Linked DNA regions of Mus musculus: region 2 is linked to region 1. Evidence: chromatin contacts called from public HiChIP or PLAC-seq data. All regions are on one chromosome and are shown on one strand. Each heading gives the region's core, a stretch centred on a gene start, on an enhancer-like site or on the middle of the called end of the contact. The rest is flanking DNA. Distances are from core to core; before and after follow the strand shown. Region 1 holds the start of Lgr4 (leucine-rich repeat-containing G protein-coupled receptor 4). Region 2 has its middle 62 kb from the start of Gm30258.

What was found. HiChIP or PLAC-seq counts read pairs in DNA pulled down with a chosen protein or histone mark.
Region 2: a contact with region 1 is called in an H3K4me3 HiChIP or PLAC-seq map of neural tube, with 5 times the contacts expected there. The contact joins the enhancer-like site here to the promoter of Lgr4 in region 1. A contact is called at or near these places in 14 of 39 promoter capture datasets (the 3T3-L1 cell line, 3T3-L1-derived adipocytes, the C10 cell line and 9 more), 1 of 484 Hi-C or Micro-C datasets (nephron progenitors), 6 of 115 datasets of contacts at active chromatin or transcription factors (astrocytes, craniofacial prominence, embryonic limb bud and 3 more) and 1 of 9 other capture datasets (adipose tissue).

What each region holds. Positions count from the first base shown.
Region 1 is chr2:109,916,254-109,919,497 of GRCm38.p6, forward strand. It overlaps Lgr4 (leucine-rich repeat-containing G protein-coupled receptor 4), which reads left to right and starts at 1,394. Exons shown (of 18, transcript NM_172671.2): 1 at 1,394-2,052. The coding sequence starts at 1,868.
Region 2 is chr2:110,131,621-110,135,053 of GRCm38.p6, forward strand. It overlaps a transcript of Ccdc34 not described here. Among named protein-coding and RNA genes, the nearest start is that of Gm30258, 62 kb to the left of the region's middle. Within about 2 kb of position 2,096, at least 10 of the 459 cell types and tissues checked have an H3K27ac peak or open chromatin away from gene starts, as enhancers often do.

The DNA.
Region 1 (3,244 bases), core at 144-2,643:
TTGGCTGAAAAGTAATAGAAATGGAAAAACAAAAACAAAAAACAAGTTGCGGAGGCTTCTGAAATACTAACTAGACCAGGAGTGAGATGATCTTGGGCAGAGGGCAGAAGAACATGGTATCCAAGAGATTCTGAGGCCTTGTCTATAAAGTCTGAGCGCCACTGGTCTTTCTTTTTAAAGTTCTCTTTCAACCTTATAGTGAGGAAATTCATCTTTCTTAAAACTTGTCTGTATTTATTTATCCATTAGCATAACTTTAGAGTATATGGATTCAACCTGACTTTATTATTATTTAGCATATTCTTTAATGTAGAGATGGTAGATTTTTTTTTTTTTATTTAGGAAATCGGCTAGCTTTTCGTTAATTTATTTACATTTTCTTTTTTTTTTATTTGCATGAGGTGGCTAGTTAACTTTATACAGTATAGATATTTTAATGCTCTTCTTGCTCTAATGTAATGGGTTCATTAAAAATGTGTACAATCTAGAGTAAAAACAACCAAAGGCCTAGGAGAAAGCAAGAAAAGAGGCACTGAGAATGCTGATTTTTTTTTTTCTATAAACATTATGTGGGAAAAAGGAAGGGATGCTGATAGTTAACACACAAGTTGTTTCTGGTGTCTCAGGGGCAGTCAGCTGGCACTCAAATGTTCTCTTCCAGTGCTGGTTAACCGGCACCTCCTTGGCTGGACTCCTCAACATCCTTGTGTTTAGGGAGAAAGAAGTCTGATTGGTGTCATGGATGATTAACCGCTAATTTAGCTCCCAAGTGTGAATGAAAAAGGGTACTAAGATCTCAGAGGTGATGTGAGATACAGGAGGGGTCACGCTGTTTTAATTTAGTGCACGGTTGAACTCAAAAATTTGGATCAGATAGAAAGAAATGTTTCTCCCTCCTTTTCGACCCCCACCCCCACCCCCATTTCTTTCCTCTGTTTGCAAAGCTCTCAGTGCCCTTGCCCTTAAGAACAGCGAAGAGTCATTTGACACGTCTGAAAGCTGGAGGCGAGTTTTACTTTTCAGGTCATCCAATTTAGGAGATCCAATTTCTGCGGAGGGGAGAAAAAAACTGGGTGGGGGAGGGAAACAGCAGACTCCTGGTCTTCCGATCTGTCTACCTTCAATACACAACCTGACATGCAGATCCAGCCAAGTCAGGGCTTTTACTTGAACCTCCACTACCAGCCCCAGCAGCAGCAGCACAACCTTGTCACTCATTCCAGAGAAACACGCCCCATTCCTCTTGACCAATAATGGCTCCACTGCCTGCATAGTAATGAGCTCGAGACCTCCCCTGACCAATAGCGCTCCCGGAGCGGGGTTAGTTTTGCATGTACCTAAATGATTTGCATAACCCGGCGGCCAGGGGCTCCCGAGGCGAGCGTGCAACCCTAGAAGGGAAAAGGACGCGCGGAGCGGGAGCCGCCTCGGGGAGAGCGCGGACAACCAGGGTGTTTGTGAGAGCTGGGGCGGGGGTTGGGACGCCTGGCCGGCATGGCTGGAGGCTGCGCTCCGCAACCTTGAGGAGCTGTGCGGCTGGAGGAGGCCCGGGACAGGAGGCGGCGGCGATGGCAGCGCGCGGCCCGGGCAGCCGCTCTGGGCCGGGTCGGCTGGCCTGAGCCGCGGGGCTGCCGGTGCGCGTCCATGGAGCAGCGGGAAGGGAGAAACTGCGGAGCGCCGCGTCCTAACGCTCCGGCGGCAGACTGCTGAAGGAAGCGAGCGCACGCGGACCGCCGAGGGACGGCGCCCGGGCCCCGAGCCCCGCAGGCCGGCTGCCCCTGGTGCGGCGCGGTGCGGCGGAGGGCAGCGGAGGCGAGTCGAGCGAGAGGAGCCGCGGGAGAGGCGGGCGCGGGCGGCGGCCGCAGCAATGCCGGGCCCGCTGCGGCTGCTCTGCTTCTTCGCCCTGGGGCTGCTCGGCTCGGCCGGGCCCAGCGGCGCGGCGCCACCTCTCTGCGCTGCGCCCTGCAGCTGCGACGGCGACCGTCGGGTGGACTGCTCCGGGAAGGGGTTGACGGCGGTACCGGAGGGGCTCAGCGCCTTCACCCAAGCACTGTGAGTGCGGGCGACCGGGCTGCGGGTTGAGGGACCCGCGGGCGCTGCGGGGCGGAGCCAGGGCTCGACCCCAGCCCCCAACCCCAGCGCCCTGGGGGTGCACGAATCACCTGTGTGTGTGTGTGTGTGTGTGTGTGTGTTGGAGGGTCAGGGGGATTGGCCCCCTTTCCCGTATGCTGGCCTCTCCAGACTTAGCCACTTTGAATCTGAACCTCTAGGAGCTTTTTCTTTTTGCAGCTTTTTTTTGGGGGGGGGGGTGCAATTACTACCTCCTACCCCCCACCCCCCACCTCAAATCGCAAGTGCATTTAGGGCCAGGAGGGAGGATGCTGGAAACGCTTGCCCTTGGCAGCCTTTCACGTGACCTCTTCCCCCATGCGGCCCCCTGTTCGGCTGGCAAAACTTTGGCCACGGATGAGGGCGCCTAGAACTTGGCCTGCGTTTGCCGACCAGGCACGTTCCATGGGGAAGCACCTGAATACCCCCAGGGTTCCCGCAGGCGGAGTGAAGAAACACCTGTACCTAAGAAGGGGAATCGCTTTCCAGTTTGGCCCCGTCCTGCCTGTGCAGTGTGACACCTTAGCTCAGATCCACTCGGGACTCATTACCACGAGCAGAGCCCAGGGAGGAGGAGAAGGATTCGGCCTACCCTGGGCGGGGATCCTTAGTGAATAAGGCATTTAAAAGAAGGAATGCTGACCTGAGGTAGAGAATGTTGGGAGAGAAAGTTCTAGAGCATGTGATCAGTGCAGTCTGTAAGGTGGGCAACCGTTTTCCGCCTGTACCTTCAGCAGAGCCTTTCGTGTGAGCTGCCTGTGGTCAGGAAGAGTAGCATAGATGGTTCTGACCCTCCCCACCTCCTTCCCCAGAGACCCAGAGAGCCTTTAGCATCTCAGGGAAGAGGGGGAATCTGAAATAGGTGTTGGAGGTGATGTTGGCAAATGCCACCCGTAGAAAAAGAATGGGGTAATTGAGCGGAGGGCAGCTTGTATGGCCCTTTCAGCCTTCTCGTGTTGTGTGGCCTATTGCATGATTAAATCAGGAGCAGTCAAAGACCTGCTAGAGAGGAAGGGGCCCCGAGAGGCCCTCTGGCAAAGGAAACTTCCTTTTTACCTTCAAGCTATCAAAAGAGACCTCTTAGGCGTAGCTTTAAAGGAATAACAGATCGTGTGAAGGGAAAACTCCCTTTTAG
Region 2 (3,433 bases), core at 846-3,345, 220 kb after region 1:
TCATTCCCACAAGATGATTACCCTGCTGCAAAGTGTTGCCTCGACATTAAAGATAATCACCCTCATTGGTGTGGTTGTTTATTCTACTTTGTTCTACCTAGAATCCAAGGTGGCTATGCGTCTTGGACAATGAGCCTTTGTGCTGTCAGCCTGGAAGGGGTGTGAGATAAGTTAGTGTTGTGACCTTTGTCCTCTAGTCAGTACTCAGCTGTTATCTTGAAATCAGAGCAGCACTGACTGCTTGCAGGAGATACTCACAAGATCAGACTTGTTAGTATTCCTTCATTGATGGGAAGAAGGGGTTGTGAGTAAGTTCACAAGACACAGGAGACCCTCAGTCCTCTTAGAGGATATATGCTTTCAATGTTCCCAAAGGGAGGCTTCATTTCAGTGGACCATTTCAGTGGTCGAGATGCGTATAAGATACGCATGCTCCTGGAAGTAACCCCAGTTAATCACTGGCTGTCCAAGGTAGACTTAGATGAGGTTGTTCTCTGGGTTTTGTTGGTGTCTCCTCTGGGAGTGAATAGATATTTGTTCATGTCTCCATAGGAAAAACTTATACAACAGATAGTGATCACCGTTTCTTGGATATACTGAGTGATTAACATGCTTTTGCAGAGGAGAAAGCTGCAGAATAAAAGAGAAACTCCAGGCTTCTGTTCTGGTTTTAGCACCTTGTAGGCTCAAATGAGGAGACATTTAATTATTTAGTCATTTAGCATGACTGGTGTATAATATAATGCTTTATAAAGAATGACCATTAAAATACCAGAGGCTTCCTGTAATCCCAGCATTGGGGGAATATGAAGCAGGAAGGTCTTGAATTTGAGGCCAGTCTGGACTAATTAATGAATCCATGTCTCAAACTATTTTATTTATTTGTGCGAGAAATTTTTTTCATTTTTCCTATTAAAGATAACTAGTCCACCAAAGCCTAAAACTTCATAAGTCTTCCCTACCTTGTAAAACCTTTATGAATTTTTTTTTACTGTCCCCAATGTGGTAAAACTTGCTTATGCACAGGTCTCTCTGCATTCCAGGAATGTGATGGCCTGGAGTGGCTGACCTCTGTTCCCTTTCCTTCATTTCCTTTGCACAGATTCTTCTAAGAGCAGCCAGCATGAAAAGATTGTAAGATTGGGTCCCAACGAATGGGAAAAGAACAGTTACCAGTGTACTACATGAAAGGCCAAGCAAAATTGTTGCTCTGCTGTGCTTGCGCTGTCTGGTTTGGATCTTGACACACCTTTTTATGCAACATGAAATTGCTTCGCTGAGTAACTTTTGCTGTTTGTGTGTGTGTTTTTTCTAAGACACTAAGAATATTTGTTTCTACCAATTTCATTTTATATTAGGCAATGAAAGCTTAACATTTCATCACCAATCAAGTTGTTCTAGAATCTGAAGTTTATACCTTTTACTGCTTTTTGTTAATATCTTAATATTCACATTATAGGAAAAATTAAGAGAGACCTGACAATTCAATTCTATTTCCACTTAAAGTATGGAAATCACTGGGAGGTTTGGTCAATTCATAAGAGTTACACACTGTCACCTGGTTTTCAAACCCTAACTATCTCAACACTTGAAACTTGCCCCCTCCATGCTTATATCTTCACATACTTCCACATATATACACACTGTAGGATATACTGAAAAATTGAGATGTGTAAATATAGCTAGTCAGGTACTAGAAAGTTTGATGGTCACTAAGGAGACTTTTTCCTTATAAAACCAGGGCCAGAAACAACAGGACTTTGATTACTGGTCAAAAGAGAAAGATCCGAGCTGTGTCTCTGGCACTGGGCAGAGACATGTCATTCTAAACTGCCCCAAAGATCATAGGATCACTCTCTAGCCAAAAGCTTCCTGGTAAGGAACAAATACAGACTATTGTACCTTCCCATAAGAATTTATCAAAATGGCCTGTCAGCCAGCCAGGCAGGAAAATGCCCTTAGGAAAGGCATTTGTTCTGGGGATTTCAAGAAAAAGTGTAGAGCTTTCCTAGAAATGCAGGATTACATAATGGGGTGTTGACCGCCCTCACCCAACTCTGCAGTCTCCATGGCCCATCTGCATTCATTCAGTGGAGGTCACAAGGATTGAGGAGAGGCCAGAACAAGATCTCAGTAAAAGCTGGGAGCCAGAGCCAGAGCCAAAGAGCACAGGACCTCCATGTAAACACCAGGTCCCAGTGGTCCCAGACTCCTTAGCCCCAGCACTTTGCCCTGAGCTTTTCCTAGCCTCAGGCTATCTCTACCCCTGGTCACTTGCACTTTCTGTCTTCTGTGGCTTCTCAAAGTCCCTACCTTTCGAATTGAGTCATAACTAGAGTCATTATGCTTTCTCTACTTTCAGACTCTGCTTCTTCTCCCTCCCTCCCTCCCTTCCTTCCTTCCTTCCCTCCCTCCCTCCCTGCTTGCTTCCTTCATTTTTCTTCTTTCTCCCTTTCTTTCTTTCTTTCTTTCTTTCTTTCTTTCTTTCTTTCTTTCTTTCTTTCTTTCTTTCTTTCTTTCTTTCTTTCTTTCTTTCTTCTCATTTTTTTAATTAGGTATTTTCCTCATTTACATTTCCAATGCTATCCCAAAAGTTCCCCACACCCTCCCACCCACCCACCCCCAATTTTTGGCCCTGGTGTTCCCCTGTACTGGAGCATATAAAGTTTGCAAGTCCAATGGGCCTCTCTTTCCAGTGATGGCCAACTAGGCCATCTTTTGATACATATGCAGCTAGAGTCAAGAGCTCCGGGGTACTGGTTTGTTGATAATGTTGTTCCACCTATAGGGTTGCAGATCCCTTTAGCTCCTTGGTTACTTTCTCTAGCTCCTCCATTGGGGGCCCTGTGATCCATCCAATAGCTGACTGTGAGCATCCACTTCTGTGTTTGCTAGGCTCGGCATAGTCTCACAAGAGACAGCTATATCTGGGTCCTTTCAGCAAAATCTTGCTTCTTTCTTTCTTTCTTTCTTTCTTTCTTTCTTTCTTTCTTTCTTTCTTTCTTTCTTTCTTTCTTTCTTTCTTTCTTTCCTTCCTTCCTTCCTTCCTTCCTTCTTTCTTTTTTCTTTCTTTCTTCCTTTCTTTCTTTTGCCCCTAAAGTTTTCCCACTTAAAAGACACTGTCTTACATAGAGAACAAAGGGTACAAGTGGCCTGCCCAAAGTCTAGAGCTGCTGCCATGCAGAGTGGGATTGTTTTTGCTAGGAAAGAACATAGCCTGGGGTCAACATGAATGGCAGCTCCCAGTACTCCATGCCTTCCCTGATGGAGTGGATTAAGCTAATTCCCTGGAGACTAATTGCATAGACCTGGATCTCTGTCTTCTGCTGTTTCTGGGTTAGGCTGAGGTTTCTGAAGCCCGGGAGATTTAACCTGGGCTTTTGGCTCCTTTAAGGGCATTTGGCACCCTATAAAAGCTGCTCATTAAAGGAAA